Regions from separate parts of the Mus musculus genome. Here region 1 is linked to region 2. Evidence: chromatin contacts called from public promoter capture Hi-C data. All regions are on one chromosome and are shown on one strand. Each heading gives the region's core, a stretch centred on a gene start, on an enhancer-like site or on the middle of the called end of the contact. The rest is flanking DNA. Distances are from core to core; before and after follow the strand shown. Region 1 holds the start of Krtap13-1 (keratin associated protein 13-1). Region 2 holds the start of Map3k7cl (Map3k7 C-terminal like).

What was found. Promoter capture Hi-C pulls out the DNA fragments that hold promoters and counts their contacts.
Region 1: a contact with region 2 is called in a promoter capture Hi-C map of hippocampal neurons, with 2.7 times the contacts expected there. The contact joins the promoter of Krtap13-1 here to the promoter of Map3k7cl in region 2. A contact is called at or near these places in 2 of 39 promoter capture datasets (the 3T3-L1 cell line and hippocampal neurons).

Annotation. Positions count from the first base shown.
Region 1 is chr16:88,724,665-88,732,190 of GRCm38.p6, forward strand. Krtap13-1 (keratin associated protein 13-1) reads left to right here and starts at 4,198. Exons shown (of 1, transcript NM_183189.1): 1 at 4,198-4,947. The coding sequence starts at 4,226. The coding sequence ends at 4,732.
Region 2 is chr16:87,548,048-87,555,691 of GRCm38.p6, forward strand. Map3k7cl (Map3k7 C-terminal like) reads left to right here and starts at 5,283. Exons shown (of 5, transcript NM_144854.2): 1 at 5,283-5,548. It also overlaps the pseudogene Rpl31-ps4.

The sequences.
Region 1 (7,526 bases), core at 2,948-5,447, 1.2 Mb after region 2:
CATTTTCCACATTCCCCAAACAAAAACGTTAATAACTGTTATACTCACATAGACACTTGAACAGAGAGCATACCATGGTGATGTAGAGAACTGTCCTTTACAATATAATCACAATGCTACAAACAGGAATTAGATACATTTTTTAAAAAATTTTGGCTTTGTATTTTATTGTACAGGACAGACAAATCTTGAACAGGTATAACCACAGACACAGAGTGACATTTCAGCATTGTGAGAAGTCCCTTGATGGGGCTATGGCTAGATGTTGACCCTGTGATCCAGGGATTACCTATGGGAGTGATTTTCAACCACTGTGAGATATTAAACATCACCCTCTGTAACAGCAGGTGACATTTTCCCATTTTGTTTTAAGTTCTGTATTACTTATCTATTTACTTGTATTTTGGTTTATTTTATAACCTAAATGACCCATTGTTAATTCTGATGTATATTCAGTAGTAAGACCTCTATTGACCCAAATATTTGTCCAACTCAGATTCTACAGGTTTATAAAGCATTTGAAGTCAATGTCCCTAACTTCAATCAGTTAACTGTCTAAGAAACAATTTGTAAGTACAAGTGATAAGGACAGATAATTGATTTCAAAGTTGGTGTTTCCTAGTCTAATCACCAATACAGACTTTTTTTTTTTTTAATTCATGGAAGATGAAGAAAGAAGTATTTGTTTCTTTTTGGTCACTTTCTTAATTTCTGTCTTTCTTTCTTCTTTTCTTTCTTTCTTTCTTTCTTTCTTTCTTTCTTTCTTTCTTTCTTCCTTCCTTCCTTCCTTCCTTCCTTCCTTCCTTTCTTTCTTTCTTTCTTCCTTTCTTTCTTTCTTTTTCTTTTTTACCAAACACAAAGCTCCTTAGTTCTGTTGCTCATTCTCTTACTAATGACAGGGATGCTAATAAACATGGTGACTAACAATGAATGGGATATGATCTGGGATCTGTGAAGTATGCGCATTAGTGGTCAGGACTAAAGAGGCACACACCCTCAAGCTTAGGCACAGGTCCAGACAACCATGCAAGACAGCATCTGGTTAGCATGTTTTCTAAAAAACTGGAAGTCCATATATCATCTGTGTCTTTTTAGCTTTTAAGTATTGGTACATAATTTGAAGTTTGATAAATAGCCCACAGGACCTACATGTAAAAGGAAATGATTGTGTGGTCTGGATTTGATGTAGAATTTGACTGTGCTCTTGTGGTCCCATCACATTGAAATGGGAAGGGCAAGAGATATGTGAGGATGAAAGGGACCCTAGTATATGCCTGAGAAGGTCATCACAATGTTGTGCCATGATGGGAAAATGTTCTGACTTGATGAATTTGATTACCACTGAGTTTGCCTCCAGTGATTGAAAACTTACTGCAGGTTCGACAAGATGTCTGCTTTCAGAAAGATTTTAGGAGGTTCTGATTTGAAAAACAAAACTCTGCTTCTAGTAGTAAACGGACTAAGATATTTACCCCAGTTACCAGGAGCCCAAAGAAAGGTATTTAAAGAATTAGATAAACTTTTTAAAACATAGAAGTTAGATATTGGATGCCTGAGAAGTTCCTTGTCATCCAAACCATGAAGTGATGCTTTTAAAGAAATTTCAATTAAACATACTCTTACAGAAAGGGCACTGGTAGTTTCAGCATCTGACACTTAATCCTATTATATTTTCACCAATTGAATTTATCATTCAGTGACAGAAGCCTTGACATTGTTCATTTTAAACACTCATATCACCTGTTTGACCTTTGGTGGATTACATCACTGTCTTTATTCTGAATTGCCAGGAAGTCTAGTTATATTAAAAAGTCCTGATGACTCTTTCAAGTATTTTATTGTTTCATGTTTTCATGTGGAATTAATGAGAGGGAATGTCAAGAAAAGGGACAACAGAAATGTATAACAAGATAATCACTAACACAGTTGAGCCCTGAAAGGAGACTTTGCCACAAAGGTCTTGGGAAGGAGATGTGACTGAATGTGAGTCCCTTCATTGTCTCATGACAACAATTCACAAACCTAGAGCTGGTATCTTCCACAAGTCAGAATCAAATCATGAAGTGCTGGATTCAAGGCTTTATCTTTTCTGACCTTTTCCAGTGTTCTAGGAAGATGAAGCAGAAACCACAGCTTCGTAGCTTGGGAGCTATGGGTGGCCGTCCACAGTCCATGAGCAGGTTCAGAGGGCTTCTTGCACTACAGGTACCAAACACATTCCCAAAGCATCCAACTGATGACTGTGCAAGAACATTAAACTAAAAGTTGAATCACTGAAGGTGCTCTGCTACCGGCTGGGCGATAAAATTCTCCTATATAAACAGCAATCCTGCAATGATTCTTCAAGAAAATAATGACACTTGGAACAGCAGTAGAGTTATCTATAAGTGCAGAGAGGAGGAATGGCCAGGAGACATTTTAAAGGAGAAAAATATATAAGAGAAAATTAGAATTTGTTGGTCTTAGATTCAAACCCAGGAATTAGTGTAAGTTCATTGGTGGAGGTGCTATACAGGGCAAAGTTTTCTCTAGAACATCTTTCCTCAATTGTTTCAGGATCCAAAACAGGAAAGAAACTAAAGTTTCTACATGTGTATGGGTAGAATGCATGCAAATCCTGTGGCATGTGGGGAAGTGATAAACTATCAATCCTATGGATTCTACAAAGTCTTGGCCAGAGTGCTGACCCCAGAGAGACTGGCGTGAGCTCTTTTACATTTCTACTTTTGCCTGGGTCTGGGAAGAGTCTTTTTTTTTTTTTTTTTTTTTTTTTTTTTATCAGCAACTTCCACAGGCCCTAAACTCTAAGGCTCACAGCCATTTGCTGTGGAGTCCCACATAACTAGCAACAGCCACAGCTTGTAGCCTGGGTAGGAATGTGGAGAGGGACACCTGACTGGGAGGAACATGGTCCTTGACTTGGAGCACCAACCGAGAAGAAGTGGGAAGAAGCATAAAGCTGAGATATTCTCAACAATAAATAGTGATATTGAAAGGAGCTAGTTCTCTCATCTCAAATACTTGCCAGATTTATAAAGGAAAAATATTATTTTCACCCTCTACAGAAAAGCATGTAAAAAACTCCACTCCTGTCTATAGAGGTGATGATCCATTCAGGTCAGGGAAACATCCAAATGCTCAAAGAGGAAGGCGGCATCACATCCTGGTTTTGTACTATGTGTTGGTTTTTTGAACTTTCCAAGTTTAACATTTTGCTATGATTTTCATTCTAAATTATTAACATTCATACTCAGATACATTCTCATTTATGATATGTTGTTCTGATAATGGTGACTCACAAAAATATCCTCTTCAATATTCACAAACTCTGGAACTCCCTCTGGTAAGAAAGCTGCAACCAAGCATGGACAGGTAGATTGGATAGGATAAGCTCTGAAACCATTCATCACATTGAAATGATGGTTAGTGATATGAGTTGGGAAGGAAACTCTAGATGAATTTGAACTAAGAGGAGACTATGAACCAGTACATTAAATGAAAAAATATATCCACAATACCATTCCTTCTGGTGCCATTGATTTTTGTACACTAAATGTCCCTTAATGGCCCCATATTGTTTTGATTTCATTATTCTAAATAATCATTTTTATACATATGTGTTCAAGACTAGAATGATTTTTGTACAATGTCCCATTTTTTTGGCTTGCATTTATGTAGCTCTTATAGATTGGACATAATAACCATTGATAATAATGTATTAAAAATTGGAACATTATACTGCAGAGTGTGAATCAATGCTTTGATACTGGAGCCATCTGATATGGCTTCTTGTCAATGCAAGATTTTGCCTTTTATTCAATGACCAATTGAGGATAAAGACTTTGTCATCTCTGAGAGTAATTCCCCTACCCAAACAAGAACACATACACGTCATAGACAGTGAACAGTGGGGGATTTCCTGACCATAATGGCAGAGGCACTAATTAAATAGTCATAGCATTTGTAGCATAAATACATTTCATTGACTCAGACATATAAAAAATGAGTTCTCCCTTAAACGAAAGATTAAAGGAGTTAGTTAACTGCAATTATATAGAAAATTACTGAGGTCCAGGCATGCAGATGAGGGAGCCCACATATGGAAACAATGGTTGTATAAGAAGCCACACCCATTGCTGAGAGTATATAAAGTTCCCAGGTAAGGAGTGATTTACAAACTCAGAATCTTCTCTTGTACTCTGCTCAACTTACACCTGCCATCAACATGTCCTACGGCTGCTATTCTGGAAACTTCTCTTCCCGCTCCAGTGGAGATCACCTGAGCTACCCTCACTCCTCTTGTGGCTCTTCCTACCCCAGTCACCTACTCCAGAGCACTCGCTTCTACTCCCCAGGAACCTGCCATCTGGGCTCCTCTCTCCACAGTGGCTGTCAGCAGAACTGCTTCCAGCCCATCAGATGCCAGACTTCCCATGTGGTACACAGCTCCTGCCAGCGGCCCTGCTACAGCCCCAGAGTCTCCAGTGTCTGCAGTCCCTGCAGAACCACATATGCTGGCTCTCAGAGCTTTGGATCCAGCAGCTGCCACTCTCAGGGTTATGGGTCTAGAAGCTCTTACTCTCTGAACTGTGGGTCCAGTGGCTTTAGACCACAAAGGGTCTCTTCTCTGGGCTATGGATCTGGATTCTGCCACCCATCCTATGTGCCCTATAGAACCTGTCAGTCTCCTTGCTACAGACCAAGCTGTGGCACTGGATCTGGATTCTATTGATCTTCTTTGTAACTTCCAGTCTTGTTGACCATTATCATCCTCCCCTGGTTCCCTGGCCTTTGTTGTCTTCCTTGGGCTGGGAAGAATTGTTCTCTCATTCCCTGATTGCCAATTCTTCACTTTCTCTCTAACCTCAGATATTGGCTGGTGGGTTTCCTTTGAGAACTTTGTAATTAATCTCTTAACTCAAAAATAAAGCCTGCATTGCAAATGAAGTTTACAGTGCTGAATTTCTTCCCAAATTTATGAATACTAAAATTTCAAGCTAATGAATATACTGATTTGATATTTATCTATGCTTGCTTTTGTTAGTTATTTATCATATGCTTGCTTTTGTGGTTGTGAAACACGAAATTGATTAGCATTAAATGAGCAACATGCATAGAGATTCAGGTTTTGAAGTTCTATTAAGTTGTGTACTGGATAAATACCTTATATGTCTCAGTTAGTTTTCTTACTTAAGAACATCACCTTTAATCCCAGCACTCAGGAGGCAGAGGCAGGTGGATTTCTGAGTTTGAGGCCAGCCTGGTCTACAAAGTAAGTTCCAGGATAGCCAGGAATACACAGAGAAACCCTGTCTCGAAAAACCGAAACCAAAACCAAAACCAAAAAAAAAATCAAGTATAGATTCTATTAATGAAATCCCAGATGTAAAAAATGAATTGATTTCTATTAGTAGTGGATTCTCAGGTCTATGCCAACTGGTCTACCTAAGTTATGTAAGACAGCAAAAGATAAAATATCTTTAGATTTTATGGCTATGGGGTCCCTTGTGCACTGACAATAAATGTTTTCATTGTAATGTCTCTTATGGACTCATGTCTTGAGTGCCAGTTTAACATGATAATCTCCTTAGGAGGCTGTATAACCTTTATTAAGTTTAGGCCTACATCAAAGTGATACTCATGAAGTAGTGTGGACTCAGCGGTCTATATTTCCTTGTCTTCCATGCTCTGAATTCTCACCATCTCATACTTATAGCATCACAGGTAGAGCCACTCTGCTCTGGTTCCCTATGTTGGACTTGTAATCCTATGAAATGGTGAGTGCCTGTGAATCTTCCCCATACATTGTTCTGCCAGTTATCTGGAAAAGAAACACAGAAGAAATGAAAATGACTACATTAGTTATGAAGAATAGTACAGATTTTCCAAAATGTTAGGAAAAGAACTGGATATGATTTAGCAATATACTAGAAGTAGAATAATATACTGATAAAAGACTGTATAAAAATGTGATACCTACCCACATTCAAATATTAGCTGTTAAAATGATGAGATGGTATTTTTGAGAGAATATGGAGTAAAAGAGACATAGGTATGTTATAGGATATAAGACAGACTCAGAAATCCTGAAAGAGCTCACCCACATGTACAACATGAAAAGATTGCTCTCACACATATTACACAACCCAGTTTGTCTGTCATTCTGTCATTCCATATGGTTCTCACTACTTGCTTCCTAGCTCAGTCCAGTCTCTCTTCTGCTGCCTCCAGTGTCTCCCTCCCTCTGCCTGCATCTCAACTTCCCTAAAGTTCTGTCCCAGCTCCTCCCTAGTTCTCTCTCTCTCTCTCTCTCTCTCTCTCTCTCTCTCTCTCTCCCCCTCTCTCTTTCCTTTCCTTTCCTTTTTTTCTTTTTTCTTTCTTTTTCCTATTTTATTTTATTTTATTTTATTTTATTTATCTTATGTATTCACCATTGCTCTCTTGAGACTCACCAGAAGAGGGCATCAGACCCCAATTGCAGATGGTTGTGAGCCACCATTTGGTTGCTGGGAATTGAACTCAGGACCTTTGGAAGAGCAGTTGGTGCTTTTAACTGCTATGCACAAAAGCAGCGTTCATTACTCAGCTAGCAAGCTGGGGAAGGTCTTTGTCTTCAGGACCTGTTTCTTTTCTCTTAAAGGCAGGTGAAGAAGTGGCATTTACATATTCATCTAGCCAGGAACTGAGGGCTCCCCAAAACAATTGAAAACACAAGGTCACCCTATGAAATTTAGGAGGACCCTACAAAATGTAGGAGGGCACACAAAAGTAATGATAGTAGCCTATTTTTCAGGAGTGTTCTCGTGTACTTCTTTAACAACTCAAAAGAAGATTTACCATGCTTGGACTGGAGAGTTTGTTGGCAGATGGCTCTGGGAAAGAACACTATTACTACAACTTCATTTAAATTATTTCTGTATGTATACACATATGCTTGTATATTATACATTTATTCTTGGGTTTAAATTAATTCTGTTCATTAGGAGGGAATTCACTCTTGGGACTGTAAACCTAGCCAATTGGTCATAGCTAATGATAAAGTCATGCCATCTAGAAGAAAACCTATTATTATCTCTTTTCTTAAATCACTATAGTTCCTAACTGCATTCGAAAGACTATCCTTATATAAACAAATAAGTGTAGTTCTCTCTGTACCATCAAGTAGGTTTCTTTTTGCAGCAGACAAAAACCATCACAGAAATTGACAACTGGCCAAAAGGCAGAATGCAATAGACTGTGGGGAGCTGATCCCCAATTGGAAACATCTACCATACAACCTCCATGCCTGAGACTTTGGGAACATCGCAGAAGAAATGCAGAACTTCACCACTAAGGATGGAACTGTTTAAGGGCCAGCAGAACAGGATGTCTACTCTGAGATTGTGTGTGTTATCTATTACAAATATCTGAACTCCTGACATCTTAATAACATGGCTCTAAACAAAGCTTTTGCAAAGAAAGCATCAGTTGATACGACATCATAGATGAGGGAACTCTCATGAGGCCCCACATGAAGCTGAATAACT
Region 2 (7,644 bases), core at 4,033-6,532:
GTGAACCCTTCCCTGATCCATACATAATTGACTATAAATATGTCGAGTCTTACCCAGGCTCACTAAAGGCAACTCCAGTGGCTATGAGATCACGATACGTCCTGCCCGAAAAATAGCACATAACAGCTCTTTCCCCTGTCTTTTGCCTTGTATATTCTTTTTCTTCTCTTTTTTAAAATTATTGTTTTGCTCTAAAATATTTTTATTAACTCTCTGAGAATTCCCAGATCCAACACATCTCCATGTCCCTCTTCCAACTTCACGCCTCCCTTTCCACGTCCCTTCCCTGCCTCTCTCTCCGACACAGGGTCTCAGAGTCTTGAACCTCACTCTGTAGGCCAGGCTGGCTTCAAACTCACAGAGACCTGCCTGTCTCTGCCTCCCAAGCACTGAGATTAAAGGTGTGTGCCACCACTCTCATTCTTCCTCTCTCATTTAAGGACCAGTTGAGTCCAGTTTGTGCTATCCATGTATTTATGGGTTGGGGCCATCTACTGGTCTAGTGTTGAACTGCCAGCAGTCACACCCGGAATGAGAACTGACTCTCCTTCCCTTAGAAGCCATCCGTGTCCATAGCTCCTCAGTTAGGAGGTCCACACTGGACTGTTGGCAGATTTGACCTTGTGTTGGTCTTGGGCAGGCAACCACAGCTGCTCTGAGTTCAGGAATGCATTGGTCTCAGCATGTCCCAAAGACAGTGTTTTGCTCCCATCTTCCCACACCTCTGGCTCTTGCAATCTTTCCGTCCTGTCTTCAGGGATAGTCCCTAAGCTTGTGCATATGTGCACGTGAGATATACCCTTTGTTTCAGTTACTCTTACATTCTTTCTGACCCCTGGTCTTCAGTGTTCCCTGAACTTTAAAAGAGATAGTGTAAATTTCTTCTTGTGAATTTTTCCAATTTTTTTTGCCCCCTCCCATGAATAATGACAATTTCTGGCATTCTTGTATACATTTCTATTTAAACTCCTGGAATCTTTTTTTTTTCTTTTTGGCAGTTCTGCAATGTTATTTGACATTCAGCAGATTAGTTCTCATCCACATTGACTGTCTGTAGATTTTTGAATGCGGTAACAGGCAGTAAGTTACCAATGTGTAGACCTTTTTTGGTGAATTCTTGTCCTCATTATGTTTTCTGGACAAACATACTTGGATGTGATATGGAACAATCCTTATTCCCTTGGCCGAGATGGCTTTATTGAGCCTGGTGTCAATGCGCACATCTGGAGTCCCCACTTCCTTCATGGTGAATTTCCAAATTTCTTTGAGTGCCCAAGGAGCACACATCTTGAAGCCCAGTCCATGGATGCGCTTGTGAATGTTGATGGTGTATTCTCGGGTCACCACCTCGTTGATGGCAGAACGGCCCTTCTTCTTCTCGCCACCCTTCTTTGCGGGAGCCATTCTGCTGGGCCCAAGTTGGAAAGGAAGGGCGCGGGGAATTGTGAGAAGGAAAGTCAACTCCTGTAATCTTCATAATGATAAAGTATCCCCCACTCTGTACCTGGGAAAAATCGAAGCATAGATTGTTTGATTGAGTTAACTGAAGTTCTAGGAGAAGAACCAGACTGGGACCTGGACAGGCAGATTCTTAGATTCTTAAGTGGTGTGTGCTGGCAATGACTTCAGCGAGAGAAACAGGGACGGCACGATGGTGCTTATGGCTGTGTTCCAATGAAGTTTTACATACACAGAGAACAGCCTGGGTTGGACTCCTAGGTCACAGTTTTCCACCTCCCGTCTTTCTTTCCTCAAGTCAGAACACTGAGTGGGCACCACCATCTTCTTTTTGTAAAGTCCATAAAAGAGAAACCTCCGGGAAGGGAAGTTCAGTGGTTGTCACCCTCCTTCTAACCTTGAGCTTCAGGAAAACAACGATCTTAAGCTGGTCACCCTGCTAACTGAAACCTCAAGTGGACTTGCATTCGTAAAAACAATCCTTAGTCTCTTCCAGAGTGAAACGTGGTGACAAGATAGGATCAGAAATTCTTAAATAATAAAAAAAAATCTATTCAATCTGGGGGAGGGGGAGGGAACATGTTTAGTGCTTAAGACCATGCTCGCTGAGATGACCTAGTTTGGTTCCCAGGACCTGCAAGGTGGCTCACAACTGCCTGTAATTCCAGTTCCAGGAGATCCAGTGCCTATTCTGACCTACAAGGGCTCCTCCACACTCGTGGTACGCATAGAAACGCCCAGGCACATAAAATAAAATTTCAAGAATCCATATGATTTTGCACATCATCTAAAAGGATAAACGCAAAGCCAGTGGGGCAGTGTCTTACGTTTGCTCCCGATCCATGAAGCTTGTGTGGAGTTTCCCTTGTGTTACTGTGACCAACCAAAAAGAAGCAGGAAGAGGCCCCGGGTACTCGAGGCTTGACTGTGGTCGGCGGCAGGAGGAGAGGCTGGCTTGAAGCTGACCTTATGAGGTAGTGACCATGCTTCCTAAGCAACCGAGCAAGTCAGAGGAAGCACTGCTCTGGAAACACAGTTCATAAAATTCTTTTATTATATTGAGAAATTTATATCTCTAGATTATGATAATAGTCTAAACTATGAGCCTATCCTAAATCATAATCAGAAACAAACTCATATGTGAACATACTATGGCCTCCTTAGTTCTGGGCTGGTGTGGAACCTACTTTGTAGACAAGACTGGAGCTGAACTCACAGAGGTCTTCTTGACTTTGCTTCCTAAGTGCTGGGATTAAAGGCACACACAAGCTGAAAGTCCCTTTTTTTTAATTAAAAAAAATAACTCTCCCATAACAATGTTCTAATTTGTGTCTGGAGTGTTTCCAAAGGTCCACCTATTCTTGACCCCAGCTGGTCACTTGGGAAATTGTTGAATTTTCTCCCTTTGCTTCATTCCATGAAGGATAACACAGCCTTCTCCCCCAAGTGCTCTGGCAATGATGTACTGTCCTGCCACAGGTGCCATCCAATGGGCTCAAGTGACCATGGATGGGAGCTCCTGACACCATGACACAAAATAAGCCCTTCCCCTTTTCATTTTCTATCTCAAATGTCTTGTTATGGCAATGAAAAGCTGACTAACACAAGCAGTGAAAATACTTATTGCTGAAGAGAATAAAACAACAACAACAAAACGTGGGTATTGGTACCACTCATAAACATACGGTTGATGTGTTAATATTTTCATGTGCACATATATCCTTTCCGGATTGAATTTCTATATATATATTTTTGCATTCCTAAAGTGCCATCTGGGTTATTTTGGGTTTCAGTTGTGGGACTTGACTTCATTTGTGTTTCCTATTGGTTGCTTGAATGTGTTTTGAGTAACGAGCCCATACGTGCACCATCATTCCTAAGGTGACAGAAGAGTTAGTAGATATTAAGGTTGGAAACATTTCAATTTATAGCATCAGGCTCAGACAGAGCATATTTAGACTATCTAAGTAAGAAAAATGAGACATTTTAAAATTTATGCTTTACTCAGTGTTGTCAAATTATCCTTTGTTGAAGTCTTTTCCACTGTAGCATCTGGCAGACACCTCTCTCTCTCTCTCTCTCTCTCTCTCTCTCAGGCATCTTTGATCTTGGAAGGGGCAGCCATGAGTGTTATAGCCCGTGTCCTGGGAAGCCCCCAGGATTACTGACATGAGTCTGGGATACAGAGATGATGCCTCTGTCAGGTACATGATCACAGAAGGAGATGCGTTCCATGTATTTAATATGAACTGTCACTTTAAGAAAGGTCTGTTTTTCATCCCTAACTCCAGATGCTAGCAGTTACTGATAACTGTAGCAACATCAGTGTCACCACCAGCCCCTCTCAAGGCAGGCCTAGGGGCCTGATGTGGGAGTCCCTAAAGATATGGTATTGCCTTCCTTTTCATTGTTTTGGCGAAGGACTTAAGAAAGTAAACTTGTAAGTCTGAAAGATGAATTTGGTCTCTCATGGCTTCAAAGGCTACACTTGGTCCCATTGCCTTTGGGCCCGTGGTGAGGCAATTTATCATGGAGCACGTGATGTAAGAAAACTGTACCCATCAATACATCCAGAGAGCAAAGAGAGAGTAAGAGGAGGGGGCTGGACGCTAATATCTTTAAAGGCATACCTCCAGTCACCTAAGTGGGACCCCCCTCACCCCAAAGTTTCCATCACTTCAAAGTCATGCTGTGGACAGCAGAGCAAACCTTCCATGCATAGGCCTTTGGATGGCATTTAAAATGCAAGACACAATTACTGACTTGCATTCAGCACATAAATGATGCACTACTTTGACTTCTTTGAGGCTGAGTGTATCACCCAGGATTGTCATGTGAACCTGGATGCTAGACCATGGAACAGCCTGCCATTGATGGATCACATGATAAAAATATGTTTGGTTTAGTAAGAAATGATCAAATTGTATTCTAAGGTTCTTTTATCCTTTTGTATTCCCACTAGAAGTGAGGGAGAGCTAGCATTCTTCTCCATATGTACTTCATCGCTTGTGTTGGGATGTGAGCCCTGGGAACGGGTGCCAGGCAATGCCCCATTATTTCTGTCTGTGGCTCTCTACTGACATGAAAGCCAACCATCTTTCCATAGGTTTACTGGCTATCTGTTTACCTTTGCTGAAAAGTGTCTGTTGAGAACTCTCGACCTCTCCCCCTTCCTCCTCCTCACTCCCCGACTGGACTGTTTCCCCTCTGTCCAGTTTTAAGTTTTCTTCCCATATTTCGGATTCCCCTGTGCATTTCGCAAATATCTCCTTTCAGTTTGTGGCTTTGTCTTTGCATTCTCTTAACGTTATTTATGTTTAACTCTTTAACCTTAACGTCATGGTTCAGTTATTTTTAAATACCCAAGGCATCCAAGTTTAACGACTGTGAAGAGAAGTCGAAGGGATCCCGATGTTCCCGGTTGACCACTGACCCCTTTGGTGAGCGACTGCCGTGGTAGAGCGGATCAAGCCATCAAGCTCAGGACCAGCTCAACCTCAAACCTCACCTTCTTAATGGGATCATCACTGCTACGTTCCAAGAGGCAGCCAGTGGCCTGTCCAAGTTGGCTGGGTCTAGCTGAGCTGACATTTTTGCTGACTAGAGTCATGCTATCTTTGCCAGTTCGCTGGAATAGACGCAGACACGGATTGGGTCACCACGAAGACATTCCTGTCTTGTGAAGCAAGTCTGTTTGTATTTTAGGTTTGCCAGGACTAATGAATTAAAACATTTGGACGCTCTACAGCTTGCTGTTTATCAATGCTTCTGACAGGAGGAGGGTTTTTCTTTTGCTCTTGCTTTTTCTAGAAACATGACAACATCCTGGCTGTCGGAGTGGCAAGGAAAGGAGAGAGGGGCTATGCGAGGAAGCGGAACAGGGAGGTCCCGTGGGATGGGACAGTGGGGTCCGGGGCAGAGCAGGTAGTGTGCAGCCTGGGCAGCTGTCTCTGCTCCTCAGAGTGTCGGTGGCTGCTATGCAGCAGGTGCAGACTGCTCTCTCGCTGAGTCTTGACTGCACAAACTCAACGACTGGCCAAGGCAGTGGCTGGCCCTGGATTACACAAGCGCAGACTCTCAACTAAGTGAGGTAAGGCAGCAGGTGTGAAACCCAGCTAACCGCTCTGAGCACGGGCAACTTAACTGAGGCTCCGTTACAGTGGCCGGAGAAGGACCCAGCAGCTGCTTTCCCCGGGGAGGTGCGATGGAAAGGCAAGTTGTGGATGCTGTGTGGCACTCAAAATCTACCGGATCTGGACATCACCCTTTTCAAGACAGACAGGCAGATATTTTCTGTTGTCTTGCCCTTAGCTGTGTTGATCGATTTCATTCCTCTAGCTGGAAGCCAGAGCAGAGGTTTAGTAAACCCAAGAGGCAGATTCCCGTCTCCTGTGCTTCATTTGTTGATGCGGGAAAGTGGAAAGGGATGTGTGCACCTGAAGAGGCGCGAGCTTCCCATCCCTAGAAGTCACACTCAGGCAGACTGCGCACTATAGGTCTCCCAGAAGTAAGACTTTCCCTCTCGGCTACAACTCTCGGAGCTTCTGCTTGTTTTGTTCAACTTGAGACCATCTGTGCTCTTTCCTCAGAAACAGGTGGTTCCGAGAATACTGATACCAAGCAGAAGAAACTACACACAAATGTGCCAGAGGGTTGGTTTTGTTTTTTTTGTTTTTTTTTTTTTTGAAAAGCAAGAAGTCCCGTGTTAAGTCATAGCCATTTCAGGATTCTGTCCTTTTGTAACATAAAGTTATGTTGTCATGGTGTGTAGAATGTCCAGGGCCCAGAGCTATTGTGAGGAGTAACTTGGGCGCAACAGAATTCTAAGTGGCTCATAAACATTTGCTGTGCTTTTAAGCTTTGCTGGATGGCTAATAGAGGCCCGTTTTCTTTCAGGATGGTACCTCAGATGGTTCACAATGTATCTACATCTGAATGCACATATACAAATGTAGGCCCTGAACTTGCCCACACAAGTAATTGTAAAAACAAACCCCAGTGTTCTGGATACTATTTTTAGACACAGAAAAGCTATGGGAAAGAGAAAAAAAAAACCTGACCATGAGAAAATATTCTGCTACCGCAGTTCCCAGGACCCTGCCAAGGATGGCTAAAGACAGTATTTATATTTTGCCATTTTTGGAGACATTTTCCTTAAAATATCATGCAGGTTTTTTTTGGGTTTCTGCCTACATGAGATGAATAGGAAGGAGAGAGTTTAGAAGAGGCATGACCAAAAATAGAAATGTTAATATGGGATGTTTTCCACATATTGTCTCTAAGTTTATTAACTAAATAATAATAATTTAATAAATAGAGCCACACACTCATGGGATGCCTTTGGGTGTTTGTTTGTTTAAAGGAGGGCTTCATGTAGCCCAAGCTGGCTTTGAACTCACGATTTAGTAAATATTACCTTGGATCAGCTGATCTTGCTCCCTTCCATACATGCTGGTAATTATAGCTGTGTGCCCTATGGCCAAGTTTTGTTTTGGGTTCTAGCCTGCTGTTAAGCGGTGAAACCTTGGGCATAAGTGTTTGATAGATTTCTAGGTCATCAGATAGTTAAGAATGTAATTTTCCTACTACAAATATAATGTGGTGTAAAATGGTTTGGGTTTACCTTAGATAATATTCGTCCTTTACTACCTCCCAAACAACCTATCGTATTTAATTTAGGCTTTGTGTGTGTGCTTGCGTGTCTGCACGGACGTGCAGGTGTGCACATGCACATGGAAGCCACAGGCCAACCTTTGGAGTTATGCCTCTGGTTTGGTCTTCCTTGTTCGTTGAGGCCGGGTCTTTCACTAGTTAGTGGGGCTTGCTGCCAGTTAGGCCAGGCTAGTTGTCCCAGGGGCCTCAGAGATCCGCTTGTCTCTATCTCTCCATTACTGAGGTCACAAGCTCATACTGCCATGCCCCCAGATTTTTACAGGAGAATTGAGCTCAGATCCTTCTGCTGCATGGCAAGCATATTACTGGCTGGACTCTCTCCCCAGCCCCTAGGCATGGAAAAGCAGCTTAGTCTGAGGCCATCTGACAGTCTACTAAGACTGTATCATTTTAATATTGTCCCCAATTAAAAATAATAGGCGACCCTCAAAACCAAAATTCAACTGATCAATGGAATGCAATATTGAAACTATGAAATAAGAATTTTTAAACCATGTCTCATTTATTCTGAAT